Regions from separate parts of the Mus musculus genome. Here region 1 is linked to region 2. Evidence: chromatin contacts called from public promoter capture Hi-C data. All regions are on one chromosome and are shown on one strand. Each heading gives the region's core, a stretch centred on a gene start, on an enhancer-like site or on the middle of the called end of the contact. The rest is flanking DNA. Distances are from core to core; before and after follow the strand shown.

Evidence for each region. Capture Hi-C pulls out chosen DNA fragments and counts their contacts.
Region 1: a promoter capture Hi-C map of adipose tissue shows a contact between it and region 2. The contact joins two enhancer-like sites. A contact is called at or near these places in 3 of 9 other capture datasets (adipose tissue, liver and pancreatic islet).

What each region holds. Positions count from the first base shown.
Region 1 is chr15:81,195,715-81,203,077 of GRCm38.p6, reverse strand. No RefSeq gene overlaps it. Among named protein-coding and RNA genes, the nearest start is that of 4930483J18Rik, 8.5 kb to the right of the region's middle. Within about 2 kb of position 3,382, at least 79 of the 459 cell types and tissues checked have an H3K27ac peak or open chromatin away from gene starts, as enhancers often do. A contact at or near this core is called in adipose tissue, where this site is marked.
Region 2 is chr15:80,913,289-80,920,176 of GRCm38.p6, reverse strand. Tnrc6b (trinucleotide repeat containing 6b) reads right to left here. Exons shown (of 25, transcript NM_144812.3): 18 at 6,735-6,872; 19 at 3,317-3,493; 20 at 2,080-2,226; 21 at 1,571-1,666. Among named protein-coding and RNA genes, the nearest start is that of Mir5113, 23 kb to the left of the region's middle. Within about 2 kb of position 4,131, at least 33 of the 459 cell types and tissues checked have an H3K27ac peak or open chromatin away from gene starts, as enhancers often do. A contact at or near this core is called in adipose tissue, where this site is marked.

The DNA of each region.
Region 1 (7,363 bases), core at 2,133-4,632, 280 kb before region 2:
TGTTTGTTTGTTTTTGTTTGTTGTTGTTGTTTTGAGACAGGGTTTCTCTGTATAGCTCTGGCTGTCCTGGAACTCACTTTGTAGACCAGGCTGGCCTCGAACTCAGAAATCCGCCTGCCTCTGCCTCCCAAGTGAGAGGGGATTAAAGGCATGCGCCACCACGCCTGGCTTCATGGCAACTACTGTAAAGGAAAACATTTAATTGGGACTGGCTTACAGGTTCAGAGGCTTAGTCCATTATGGTCATGGCGGGAATTATGGCAGTGTGCAGGCAGACGTGTGCTGGAGGAGGGGCTGAGAGTTCTACATCTTGATGCAAAGACAACAAAGGTAAAACTGAGGCACTAAGCAGGCTTGAGCTTCTGAGACCTCAAAGCCCACCCACTTCAATAAGGCCACACCCACTCCAGCAAGGCCACACCTCCCAATAGTGCCACTCCCTGTGAGCCAATGGGGGCCATTTTATTTTCAAACCACCATAGTGACCTAGATATCTCTTTTTGGTAATGTGTTCCAATGTTCTATCCATTTAAGAAAAGTTGGAATGTTTAATGAGTTTTTAAAAAAAAATTGGCCGGGCAGTTGTGGCGCACGCCTTTAATCCCAGCACTTGGGAGGCAGAGGCAGGCGGATTTCTGGCCAGCCTGGTCTACAGAGTGAGTTCCAGGACAGCCAGGGCTATACAGAGAAACTCTGTCTCGAAAAAAAACAAAACCAAAAACAACAAAAACAAATGGAGGTGGCGGTGCTGCCATGGGGATGGCTCAGCATGTAAAGCTTGTATTTGAGTCTAGTGACCTGAGTTCCATCCCTAAGATTCACATGGTAGAGAGAGAGAGCTGACCCCTGCAAGTTGTCTTTGACCTCTATATGTGTGCCATTGAGCGCGCGCGCGCGCACACACACACACACACACACACACACACACAGACACACACATTAATTAATTAATTAATTAATTAATTAATTAAACCAACCTACAAACCCTCAATGACATTTTTGGGGCCAACGAGATGGCTCACTGAGTAGAGGTGCTTGCAGGCAAGCCTGATGATGTCATTTTCATTTCTGGGATCCACATGGTGGATGGGGAGAACTGATTCTTGCAAGTTGACCTATGGCCTCTCACCATGCAGTATGTACCAAGTGTCTCCTCAACACAATCATCTTTGAAACACAATAAAAGATTTTCTCAAAAGCTCTTTGTGAGTCCTTTACTGGGCAGTTGATTCTCAGATGGCCTTTCCTAGGCTGTGGCCTGTCTTTTCTTTCCAGTGCGGAGATGGATCCCAAGGCGTCAAAGCATGCTGGACAATTGTTGTGGTACCAAGCATGGCCTCCAGCCCTGCTTTTGACATCACCTCTAAGAAATCCTTTCCTAATGAAGGTCACAAATATTCTCTTCTAGAAATTTTGTAGTTTAGGTTTTGGTTTTGTCCCCTCCCACACACACCCTTTTTGTTCTTTTCACTTTCTTTTTTTTATAGTTGTGGCCATCCTTGATGTTGTTTGTTTGTTAAGACAGAATTTCTTGGGGCTAAGAGCACTGGCTGCTCTTCCAGAGGTCCTGAGTTCAATTCCTAGCAACCACGTGGTGGCTCACAACCATCTGTAATGGGATCTGATGCCCTCTTCTGGTGTGTCTGAAGACAGCTACAGTGTTCTCATATAAATAAAATAAATAAATGAATAAATCTTTAAAAAAAACCAAAAACCAAAAATAGTATTTTGTGTCGTGGATGTTTGCATTAATTTTGGCTTGCTGAAGTGTTGCAGTGAAATCTTATGAGTTTTGATGACTGCGCTGTTTCAGCGTGTGCTTTAACTGTGGCCCTGAGTCTCCCTGCCTTGCACTACTGCAGCTTGGGCAGATTTCATTTAAGAGAAGAAAACCAACCAACCATCCACAACTGTGGCTGTATAGATGGCTCAAGGAGTAAGAGGACTTGCTGAGGGTGGACCAGGGTTTGAATCCCCAGCGTCTGGGTTTTAAAACAAATCTGGATGTGACCAATTGTGCTTGTGACGCCTATATGCTATGTAGGGGAGCAGAGACAGGTGGATTGCTGCAACTTGCAGTCCATCATCAGCCTAGCTCCAGTGAGATGGGATAAAGTGGAGGGTGATAGAGCAGGACACAGGGGTCCTCCTCTGATCTACACATGCACACTCACACACACACACTCTTACACTCACACACACACACTCACACATACACTCTCACACACATATACTCACACATACACTCTCATACACTCACACAGTCACACACACTCACACATACACACACAGACACACAGTCACACACACTCTCACACATATACCCTCACACACATATACTCACACATACACTCTCATACACTCACAGTCACACACTCACAATACACTCTCACACTCAGAAATACACATAAATACTCACACATACACTCTCACACATACACCCACACACACTCACACATACACTCTCACACACATATACTTACAGATACACTCTCATAAACATTCACACACACTCATACATTTACACACTCATACATTTATACACATACACACACACACTCACACCGACATACACACACACTCACACAGAAATGCACTCATAAATACACTCATACACACTCACACAAACACACTCTCACACACACTGACATTCACTCACCCACACACACTCTCACACACACATATACACACATACTCTCTCTCTCTCTCTCTCACACACACACACACACACACACACACACACACACACACTTTCTCTCATACATACACACACTCACACATACATACACTCATACACAAAATCCTGTTAATGTTCAGTTTAGTTTATTTATTTTTCAACAGTGTTCCCTTATTTAACTGGCTGGAAGTCATGCTATAAATCAGTTTGCCTTGAACTACTGCAACCCTCCTGCTTAAGTCTCCAAGTGCTGCGATTTCATGCCTGAGCCGAAACATGCAACTTTCATGTTTGTCTTTACTTTAGCTTTTCTTGGCTGTTGTTTCTACCTCTTTTGAAAGGACTAAAATGTTAATAATTTTAAAAAGATGTGGGCCCATGTGGTGGTGGTGGTGACACACAACTTTAGTCCCGGCACTTAGGAGGCAGAGTTAGGCATCTCTCTCTCTGTGAGTTCAAGGCCAGCCTGGTCTGCAAAGTGAGTTTCAGGACACCCAACCAAGGTTACACAGAGAAACCCTGTCTTGAAAAACAAAACAAACCAAGCAAAAAAAAAAAAAACCCAAACCCACAAAATTCTAAAAAGATGTTGTGATCATAACCACCAGGGGGCGCCAAAGAACATCTTTTAAAGTAGATCTCTGTAGATCTCTGTAGTTAAGCGTTCCTCCAGCAAAGACTCTTCCAGTTTGGATTCCTTCACTCTTCAGACGAAAACTCATCCATTTTGTGACTCTCTGGAGGCTTGGCTCAAAATACACAGATCAATGTAAGAATATGTTTTAGGACAGAAGGCTTATCTAGCTTGCATGATCTCTACCCTGGTTGAGCAAGCAAAACGGAAACAGAAACAAAAATATCAGCATAGAAAACAAAAACAAAACCACCCTACATCTGTGTTCTTTCCTGAAGTCCCCAAAGAGAGCCAAGCAAGGGACTGGTGGCAGAGTTCTGATTCCTAGAACCAGGGTTAAAAAACACTGTGTGCCCTTGGGAGATGGAGATACTGCTTGTGATGATAAAATAGACTCCAACATTTGTGCGTTTGCCTGGCTCATGTAATTCAAGTGTGCAAAGTATCTTGTAGATGATACTTTGAAATTTGTCCTGTCTTGGATCTTTATTTTGTCCCTGCAAACTGGGACACTTGGTCACCTTACTTGTTTGACCCTCTGCGTTTTCTTATCTGTGAGATGGAGGTAAGACTGAAAAATGGCGTTGGGGACACAGAGAGACTCATGGGTGCTGAGTAAGATATAGATCCCAGGCTAGGCATGGTAGCACATACCTTTAACTCTAGCATTCAGGAGGCAGAGGCAGGTGGGTCTCTATGAGTTCAAGTCAGCCTGGTCTATATAGTGAGCTCTAGGACAGCCAAGGCTACACAGAGAAACTCTGTTTTGAAAATGAAAGTAAAATAAAATAATAAAAAGTGTTTGAAACCTACGGTATTTCTTGATAACAACAGGAGTCTAGTTGTGTGTTTTTGTTTGTTTGCTGTTTTGTCATTGTTGTTTTGAAATTTCTGTGTAACCCTGGCTGTCCTGGAACTTACATTGTAGACCAGGCTGTTCTCGAACTCAGAGATCTGCCTCCTGAGTGCTCGGATTAAAGTGTGCACCACCATTCCTGACTCCAAAAACATTATAAATAGAGCCTTGTTGTGTTGTTATTGTTCATTTAGTTAAAGGATTTTTTTAAATTATGTGTAAATGTGTATGTGCACTTGGGTGCAACGCCTGTGGAGTCCAGAAGAGGGCGTCAGGAGGTTGTGGGCTGCCTGACAGTGTGGCTGAGGCCCTAACTCAGCTCTGCAAAAGCTGTGTGTTCTCCAGCCCCTGTTGTTTGTTTTGAGACAGGGTCTCATTATATAGTCCTGGCTGGCCTAAAATTCACCATGCAGACCAGGCTGCTCTCAAACTTGCAGCAATCCTCCAGCCTCAGCCTCCCGAGTGCTGGGATTAAAGGCCTGTGCCACCACGCCCAGCTGTTTTTGTTGTTTGAAACATGATCTCCTGTAGCCCAATCTAATAATTAGCTGAGGATAGCCTCAAGCTCCTGATCCTCTCGTGTCACCTCACACAGGCCACACAGCAGGCAAAAACTCTTTTTAATTGACACACTATAATTGTATATATTTATGGTTTACAGTGTGATATGCCATCTCAGATATACAATGTGCAATGCTTAAATCCAGCCAACTGGGTTATGTATTCATCTGTCTGTCTATCCATCCATCCATCCGTCGTCCATCCATCACTTTGCGTTAAGAACATTCAAAGCCCTTTCTATCCGTTACTCTGAATCATTCGATTCATTGTTGCCAGCTACAGTTTCCCTACTGTGCTATTATGGGAATACTAAAAAGTGATTGCCACTTCTCAAGGATGATTTCAGAGCAAGAGAAAGGGTTTGTAGATCATAGGGGGAAAATATGTCTTGGAATATAAATCAGTGGCAGAACTCCTACTTGCTTAGCAATGTCTGAATTTGATCCCCTACAAGTGAAAAAAAAAAAACAAAACCAAAACAATAAAAAGGCCATTAAGCTATAGCCTCGGCTCCCCAAATCCATTTCACAGTCTTTCCAATCCAGCCATCAGACTATTGCCTGGGTGTGGTGGCTGTGATAGCACCCACGATCCCAGGACTCAGGACACAGATGCAGGCTGAGTGCCGTGAGTTCAAGTCTGGCCTGGGCTTGCAGAATGATACCCTGTCTAAAAAAGCAGAAGCACAGTCAACAACAACACATTACACACACACACAAACACACACACACACACAAACACACACAGAGAGAGAGAGAGAGAGAGAGAGAGAGAGAGAGAGCGAGAGAGAGCAAAGCTTTACCAGGTAACTCTTATCTTAGTTTGGCTCCCACCCTCAGGAGCACACAACACTTCACTTTAGCACTCTTTACTTTTGACATCAGGACCTCAAACAAGCATTGGAGCTCTTATCTCTCCCAAAGCAAAGCAGATATCTCCCTCAGACCTGCCCTGTGTTTACAGAGCGCTCGGAGCTAAATGCCCCACCTCAGTGCTGTCTATCAAACAAACCTGCCAGTGGCTTTTCTGGACCTCACCAGATTCAAGCTCTCATCCGCATCACGTTCACAGCATGGCCGCTGCACGTTGTCTGTAGAGCCTGTTTGTAACGATGGCAAAATTTTTTTTTTAACGCAGGATCTCATGACGTAGCCCTGGTGGGCCTGGAACTCACTATGTAGACCAGGTTTACCTGCAACCTGGAGTGATAGATCCTCCTGCCTCTGCCTCCTGAGTGTTGGAATTAAAGGCATACATTATCTACCTTGCCCGGACTATTTTATCTTTAAATATTTCCTTTATCTCTCTCTTTGCAGCCAATAAATACTTGCCAAATTGTATGCAGGATTCTAATCTCTGGTTTTGCTAGTGTTTAGCTTTGTGATTTTGGGCAAGGAATGTATGCACCTTCACTCAGCCTCAGTTTCCTTATCTCGAGTATGGGGATCATAACTGCAGTAGACTATCACCAGGGTAAACCTCATCATGCCCTTAAGGACTTAGTTATCACCGAGCACTGCCGAGTGAGAGCTATATAGTGTCAGAGAAAACCAAGGTTAAAGAAATACCTGAGGGCTTCCTGGAGGCAGTGGGATGAGTGTTGGGATTTGAACCCAAGGGGAGGAGGGGACTTTGCAGGCATCAGGACCTACCTGAATGAGAGGGAAGCCACAGAAAGGCAAAGTGTGTGCGGAGGACAGCTAAGTCAAGACCTAGAGAATAGCCTTGGGGGAATTACCCAGGAAGAGAGACAGAGAAGAAAGGAGAAGTGGGTGTGTTTTCTAGGCATATGGAGCCCAGGTTGGATGTGTGGGATCCGTGTCCAACAGTCTGTCAAGATGTCCTGTCACTGGCTTTGTCTTTCAGAAGTCAGAAGTGGTGAGATGATCGTATGGAAAAAGCAGGTTGCTGCGCACCCTGCATCTCAGGAGGCAGAGGCTGGTGGATCTCTGTGAGGTTCAGGTCAGCCCGGTCTACAGAGGGAGTTCCAGGCCAGCCAGGGTTAGACAGTGTCTTAGAAAGACAGAAAAAAATGATACTTGTATGCTGGTTATTAACAGGCTAAATTTAAAGTCTTACATTTGTATTGAAGAATTCATCACAGGGACCATGATCGGAGGCCCAAAATTGGATGGCTTGTCTATGAGGCCACAGAGTACTGAGACAGCACCCCCCCCCACACACACACACCTTCAAAGAGTTGAGAAAAATGTAAGAGAAAACCAGGCATGGTGGTGTGTGCCTATAATTTCAGTACTCAAGATGGACCAGGAGGATTAGGAGTTCAAGGTCATCATTGGTTACACAGTGACATCGAGGTTAGCCTGGGCTACATGAGACCACATCTCAGTCTCCTCTCCCAAAAAGAAAGAGTGAATTTAGACTAGTTTGTAGAGAGAGAACTAGAAGGAGGTGGAGTGGAAAGAACTGCTTTTCAGGTTAGTTTGAGCCAAAGGATCAGTATAGTCACCCAGTTTGTTGACAGATATGTAAAGGTATAGCTTGCAATAACAGTTGAGACCAGTCATCTAGGAGGGCCATGTCCTCACTGTCTCCTGGCCACACCCCGTTATTTCACTCATTACATTTGTCAATGGTAGAAAGCCCAGCTCTGGAGGGGCAGCTGGCATCGTCT
Region 2 (6,888 bases), core at 2,882-5,381:
CAGTGTACTTACATATAATAAAAAATAAATCTTAAAAAAAAAAAAAGAGCGCCGACTCTTCTTCTGAAGGTCCCAAGTTCAAATTCCAGCAACCACGTGGTGGCTTACAACTATCCATAACGAAATCTGAAGCCCTCTTATGGAGTGTCTGAAGACAGCTACAGTGTACTTACATTAAATAAATAAATAAATAAATAAATTCTGGGAAGTGTTTTCTGAGAGCACAAACAGCTGTGTTCCAGAGATAGCCAAGGTTGTACCTCGTGCTGTGGCTGGACTTGGTAATATGTAGACTTGAAGGGGTCATGAAGAACTGCTGAGGCTTGGCACTGTGAGAGGCCAGGGAAGGCCAATGGTAAAGATATAGCCTCAGTTGCAGTTGGTGGCCTAGGACTTAAGGGGTAGTATAAAGGAGTTGAAGCTTGACACCATGAAGAGAGCCTATGAGAGGCTATGGGTGAAGCCTAGCTGCAGCAGACCCCAGTGTATAAGACATGACAATACCATGGGATGATCACCAAAAACAGCAGCAGCAGTGGAGTGGGTCAACCTAGCTTAGAATGCCAGAGAGAGCAGAGATGGAGAAGTGATGCCAGGTGTGGTAGTGGTGCAAGGGAGAGAGGGTGGACCTGGGAGGGATAGGAATCAACTGTGATCAGGGTACATTGTATGAAATTTCCAAATAACTAACAAAAATATTATGTGTGTGTGTGTTTGGTGGGGGTGGGGGGTAGGGATGGGGAGGTGTCTCTCCCTTGGCTTGTAGCTCTGGTGGGCTGGAGGGACTGGCTAGCAAGGCCCAGGGATCTTTTTGTCTCTGCCTCCCCAGCACTGGCGTCACACTTGTATGCCATCATTTTCTCTTTTGAGATAGGGTGGAGCTACACACCTATCTCTGTCTCCTGAGTGCTGGGATTAAAGGTGTGCCCAGTTGTGCCTGATTTTTTTTTTTTTAATGTGGGCATGGGGACTGAACTCAAGTCTCCATGTTTGCATAGCATTTTACCCACTGAACCATCCCTCTAGCTCCTATTAACTTTTCTATTCCTTCTTAAGCCTCAATAAGCAAATAAATGCAAAAACCAACCAGCCAACCAACCATAGGAACTCAACAAGTACTATTGGCAAATTAACCAAGGTCCTCTTTTTTACTCTGCCATTTACTTTCATTATGTCTCTAGGTCAGATTTAGGTCCGTAAGTTCCCATGGGCTGCCTCAATGTTAATATGGGTTGAACTGGCTCTCTGTATAACCCTTGGTTTCTTGGCTGGCTAGTTAACAGAAACATTTGGTCATCAGGTCATGGGCTCTGCCCTCTGAAGAACTGCAGTTATGAGAGATTCTATTCCCATTGGCCTTGGTCCAATATAGTCCTGTGTTACCTATCCTATCTCTGGGAGTCCAGGAACTCCCTGAGTAGATGCTGAATGCAAAGAAAGGTTGTGTGTCCATCTGTGCTGACTTAGGTGTTTCCCATCCTTAAGTGGTGCCCCTTAGAAAGTAAATGCTGGTAATAAAGAGGAGCCTCACAGTCAACTGCTAAGCAAGAGGGGAAACGCCACCGAGTACCTGAAGTGCTATGAACGTTGGTAAAGGAGTTGTCAGAGGCACTGTAGGGCCAGGCACCAGGTGAAGGCAGCGAGGTGTTGAGGGAGGAATTAGACCCTTATAACAAAAGAGGAAGAGGAAGAAAATATTAGAGACAAATGTCAATATAACCAGGGAAACTTTGTAAGTTTTTTTTTTTTTTTTTTCCCGAGACAGGGTTTCCCTGTGTAGCCCTGGCTGTCCTGGAAATCACTTTGTAGACTAGGCTGGCCTCGAACTCAGAAATCCACCTGCCTCTGCCTCCTAAGTGCTAGGATTAAAGGTGTGTGTCACCATGCCCGGCAAGTATTTTTATTTAAACTCAAATGGAAGGAAAAACAAAATGTAACCAAACAATACACATATATAAAAAAAAAACATGCTTCTATTTTCTGCTTAAATTATCAGGTACTACAAATAGAAACAAGGCCACAGGCGAATAACTATGAAAATGCTGGGTAGTATTCATGCAGCCTGCAGCCCTCACTTACCTGTGGTGTTATCCCGCAGCAGTTGGTGGTCAGTATCTACAATGGGAGATGTGGTTGTACCCCCTAGCACACTTCCTGGGGTGACATAGGGGTCAGATTCAGGGTCAATATTTTGGATACCTTTCCATGGCACTCCTGGTTGGAATTCTGTGATAAGAAGAAATGATAGGGATAGGAGAGTGTTAAAAACAACTTAAACATTTCCTATTTTATTATTATGTTAAAATAACTGTTTAGTAGGAAAAAAAAAACCATGGTCCCATGAAAAGTTTAAACAATGAAATCTACTATGCATCAGATTTTCATCACGAAATAAAATTTACCATGAACAAACACTCTTGTCAGTAGCCTGTCTATTAGCATACTGTCTGTTCATTTACTTGTATGTGTGCACTGGATCATACATTGCTCCATACATGATATTAGAGGAAGCCAGGTTGTAAGGAAAAGTAGGTATGGCCTAAGGAAGCAAGGCCATAATAAAATGAAATATAATAAGTGACCATTATTTCTCAGTCTGTCTGGGGATAGTTGGGAATAATTTAACTGCTCGTGAGAAAACCTAGACTATATATGAAGGCTTATCCTGTGTTTACTGATTGGTTGAAGCTATATTTAAAGCTACATGTAATATTAACCTCTAATTGTGTTGAGAAGATTGTATTATATGTATAATTGTATTATATGAACAAGAGGCATTATTTCATTTCACTCTAATAAAATGTAGTTATATACATTTATGTCAGAATTATATGTGAAGAGAAGGATAATTACTGACTTTTATTAAATTTTCTATAATGAAAACAGAATACAGAGACAGAGGGAGGGGACAGAGGAAGGAGAGAGCAAGGAAGGGAGAACGAGAGAGAGATGAATCTTACCAAACTCATCACTGTACCTGGGGAGATAGATAAACGACAGATCTGACTAATGAGCGTGTCAATCAATTCAATGCCACTTTAAAAGAGCTAATCTTCCAAGGAACTCTACATACAGGATAAATGCCAAAGCCTAGCTACAAGGCCACCTCCTTTCTCCTTAACTCCCATTTCTTGAAGAACTTTACTTTTCTCGTGGCACACGTTTCAAGGTTCAGGCCTTACCTTTATCAGACAATAACTACTAAATGCAGAAAAGAAAGCATGGGCCTTCCTCAGTACAGTGAGCTGTACAAGAGGTGTGTTCAGAGCCTGAATGTCATTGAACTATTCTAGGAAAGGCAGTTTATGAACAATACCTGGAGGCCAACTGGCATTGCTGGATTTACTTCCGATTTTATTAGTCGGTGGAGATTTGGCAGGTAACCAGCTATCACCAGCAGGACCCGTATGGCCACCCAGTGTGTCACCTGGGATTATATCAAACTGGTTGTATGGTGAACCTCCTCGGGTCTTACCAGGGGCCACTATAGCGCCTGAGAAAAGAAAGAAATAATTGACTAAGAGAGAGCGCCAGGGGTAGAGAGTTGGCTCAGAAGTTCAGACCACTGGCTGTTTTTCAGAGGGCCCAGGTTTGATTCCAACACCTACATGGCAGCTTCCAGCTGTCTGAAACACCAGTTCCAGGGGGTCTGATGCCCTCTTATGACCTGTGTTGGGAATAGGCATGCACATGTGCACAGACATACAAGCAAACTAAAAACCACCCACCCACACAGGAATAAAGAACTTTGGGCAACCATTAATAAAAGCACGGCCGTGATGACTCGGCTCACCTCTCTGAGCTTCTCCATTTCTCACCTAAGCCCACACGAGTGTTCTCATTCTAGAAAAGCCCTTTCAATCTGAAATTCTATAGTCCTATAAAACCAGTGAAACATATACAAAAGTACAAAGCACAGTATCTAAGAGATTTCTAAGCTAATTATTCAAAAGTAAAAAATGAGAAGAACTGAACAAATTTAGAGTCTTGGACAGTTTTAAGTGATCTTTCTATTGATGCTTCTTAACCCAGCTCTTAAAGGCTGGTTGAGCTTGGGTTATCTGGAATTGGCAGTGTGCAGAGTCCACTGGAGAGAAAGCCATCTACAACTGCTTTAAATTCCAAGGCAATGAAGTGGAATTCCTGCACAAGGTCTTTGCCAGCACGCCAGCAATGAACTGCATTTCTGAGCCCAGGGCCTCACATACAGAAAAGAGAAAATCCTCTGTCACTGTGTTCCCAAGGGTATTCCTGTGGCTTTGTTAGTAGCTCCTTGAAGCATTTTCATGGAGGAAAAGTTGAAAGCTTAACGTTCATTAAGTAAAAAATAGCCATAATTTTTTTACTTTAATTTGAGCATAGTCTTAGAGTGGTGAATCATGAGCACATAGAATGATTTTCAGGATAATAAAATGCTTATATAAATACTGAGTAAGCAATCTGTTTGGTTTAGACTAAGGGAATATTATTAGTGTCTCCATCCTCTAAGAGGACATTTGCTTTTCTGTGGACAGTGTGGCTCACACCCTGAGGTACAGCACAGTGAGGTAGTGCAGAATGAAATGCTCAATTATCTTGGGGATTGACTGCCAAGGAAATGGGAAAACATGATCTACATTTTCTGATAAGGAAAGAGGATACTGTACTGAGGTATCTTTTAGCATGCCATTTTATTTATATTTATTATCCAGACCTGGCAAATCACTAGCCTGAGGAAGTTATTAAAGTGCCCAGAGCTATGGATGACCCAAGACTAGGGTTACTCAGTCCATAAAACAGCCTTTATAATTTCAGTAAATTATTCTTGATTTTGATCATGCTTAATGGGACAGGCAGAGAGCTCTGGGTGGCTTCTTTCCCAGTCTCTGCATGGGGGTTATTAAAGAAGTTTTATAATGGGCTTATTAAAGAGGGTTTATAACAGAAACCTGAATGAGCTGGCTGGGTTAAGACTGCTGAGGCTCTGCAGCAGGAACACCAGACACTTATCTATATTGATTCTCATGGAGACAACTCTGAATCCAAATGAAATATTGACAAATGAAACAAGCATTGCATTGAAGGCTGGAAGAAGGTCTAGACTTCTTATCTGTTTTCTAGGGAAATGAAGAAGCTCTGAAAGGAAATGATGGACAGGCAAGGCTAATCCAGTATGACTCAGATGCTGTCTGGAGGGACACTAACTCACAGAGAACAAGGGGCTCTGAACAAAGTTTAAACCTTAAGAATTCTCATCTATGCCGGGCATGGTGGCACATGCCTTTAATCCCAGCACTTGGGAGGCAGAGGCAGGCAGATTTCTGAGTTCGAGGCCATCCTGGTCTACAGAGTGAGTTCCAGGACAGCCAGGGCTATACAGAGAAACCCTGTCTCGAAAAAACAAAAACAAAAAACAAACAAAAAAAGAATTCTCATCTACTAGCAATCTTTTGAAGCTTAGGGAATCTTTCTTCTTTTTCTGAGACAGGGTTTCACTACATCTTCCAATACAACCTTGAACTAAGTATAGCTTATGCTGGTTTTTAACTTGCATGTACAACAATACCCAGGTCAGGGCAGGAGTTTTCAAAAATCTGATACTGATCTCTGAGCTCCCAAAAAGCACAGAGCCAAGAATTTGAGATTAGCACGGACCACAAATTCTCAGCTAACCAAACCAACCAACACCTCAGCAAGAGGATTCTGTTCTCTCTCTCTCTTTTTTTTTGTTTTTTGTTTTTTTGAGACAGGGTTTCTCTGTGTAGCCCTGGCTGTCCTGGAACTCACTTTGTAGACCAGGCTGGCCTCGAACTCAGAAATCAGCCTGCCTCTGCCTCCCATGTTCTCTTAAGACACTTAAATAGGGCTTTAATCTTATGGGTGCACAATAACTATTCTCAATCCCATGGGAAGTGGGACGTTATGCCAGCCTTAATTAGAACCCTTTAAATGCCTTGAAAGATGAATTAAGCCAAACCTTCCTCTGATAGGTGATCATAAGACTTAGGGAAAATAACCAAGAGACTCATTACCAAAAGCTAAAGATTTGTGCTTAAAAAATAAATAAATAAAAATTCACAAAAGGGAGGGCTATAGAGATGGCTCAGTACTTAAGAGCACTGGCTGCTCTTCTATAGAACATAGGTTTGCTTCCCAGCACCCACATGGTGCTTAACTGCAGTTCCCAGCAGTCCAACACCCTCTCTCGGTCTCTGAGGGTATTGCATGCATGTGGTGCACAGACATACACAAAATATGCATACACATAAGAGTTAAAAAAATCATAAAAGAAGGCATGGTAGTATACACTGTTAATCTCAGGACATAGGAGATGAAGGCAACAAAACTTGTTGAGTTCAAGGCAGTATGGGCTACAAGACAGTGCAGTTATTCTTTTACTTAACTAAATAACATTTTTTGGGGGACAGGGTCTCTTTATATTGGTCTGGAATTTGCTTGACTTGAACTCAGAGAGATCCACCTGCCTCTGCCTCCTTAGTGGTGGGATTATATACTAAGCCTGCCTGAGATATTGCCTTAAAAGTGTGGTAGGACATGCCTTAATGTCTTCACTGTGGAGGCTGAGGTAGGAGGTTTCTGGGAGTTCCAGGCCAGCCTAGAATTCAGAGAAAGACCCAGTCTCAAAAAGGAAACACACACACACATACAAAAGCCAACAAAACATGCAGAATACTTGGTCAAGGCCTGAGTAGGGATCAGAAGATTCTGCTACTAACATGAGGCTGCTCTCTCACCGTTTTTGTGCATGGTGGCTTCTTGTGTGGCCACAGATGGCAGCCCTTCCATCATTGAGGTCCACTGTTTGAAGCGAGACTCGGTCCCAGCCTCCTTGCCACCAACCATACCATAGTCCATGCCACCAGAGCTGAAGCCTGCAAAGAGATCACA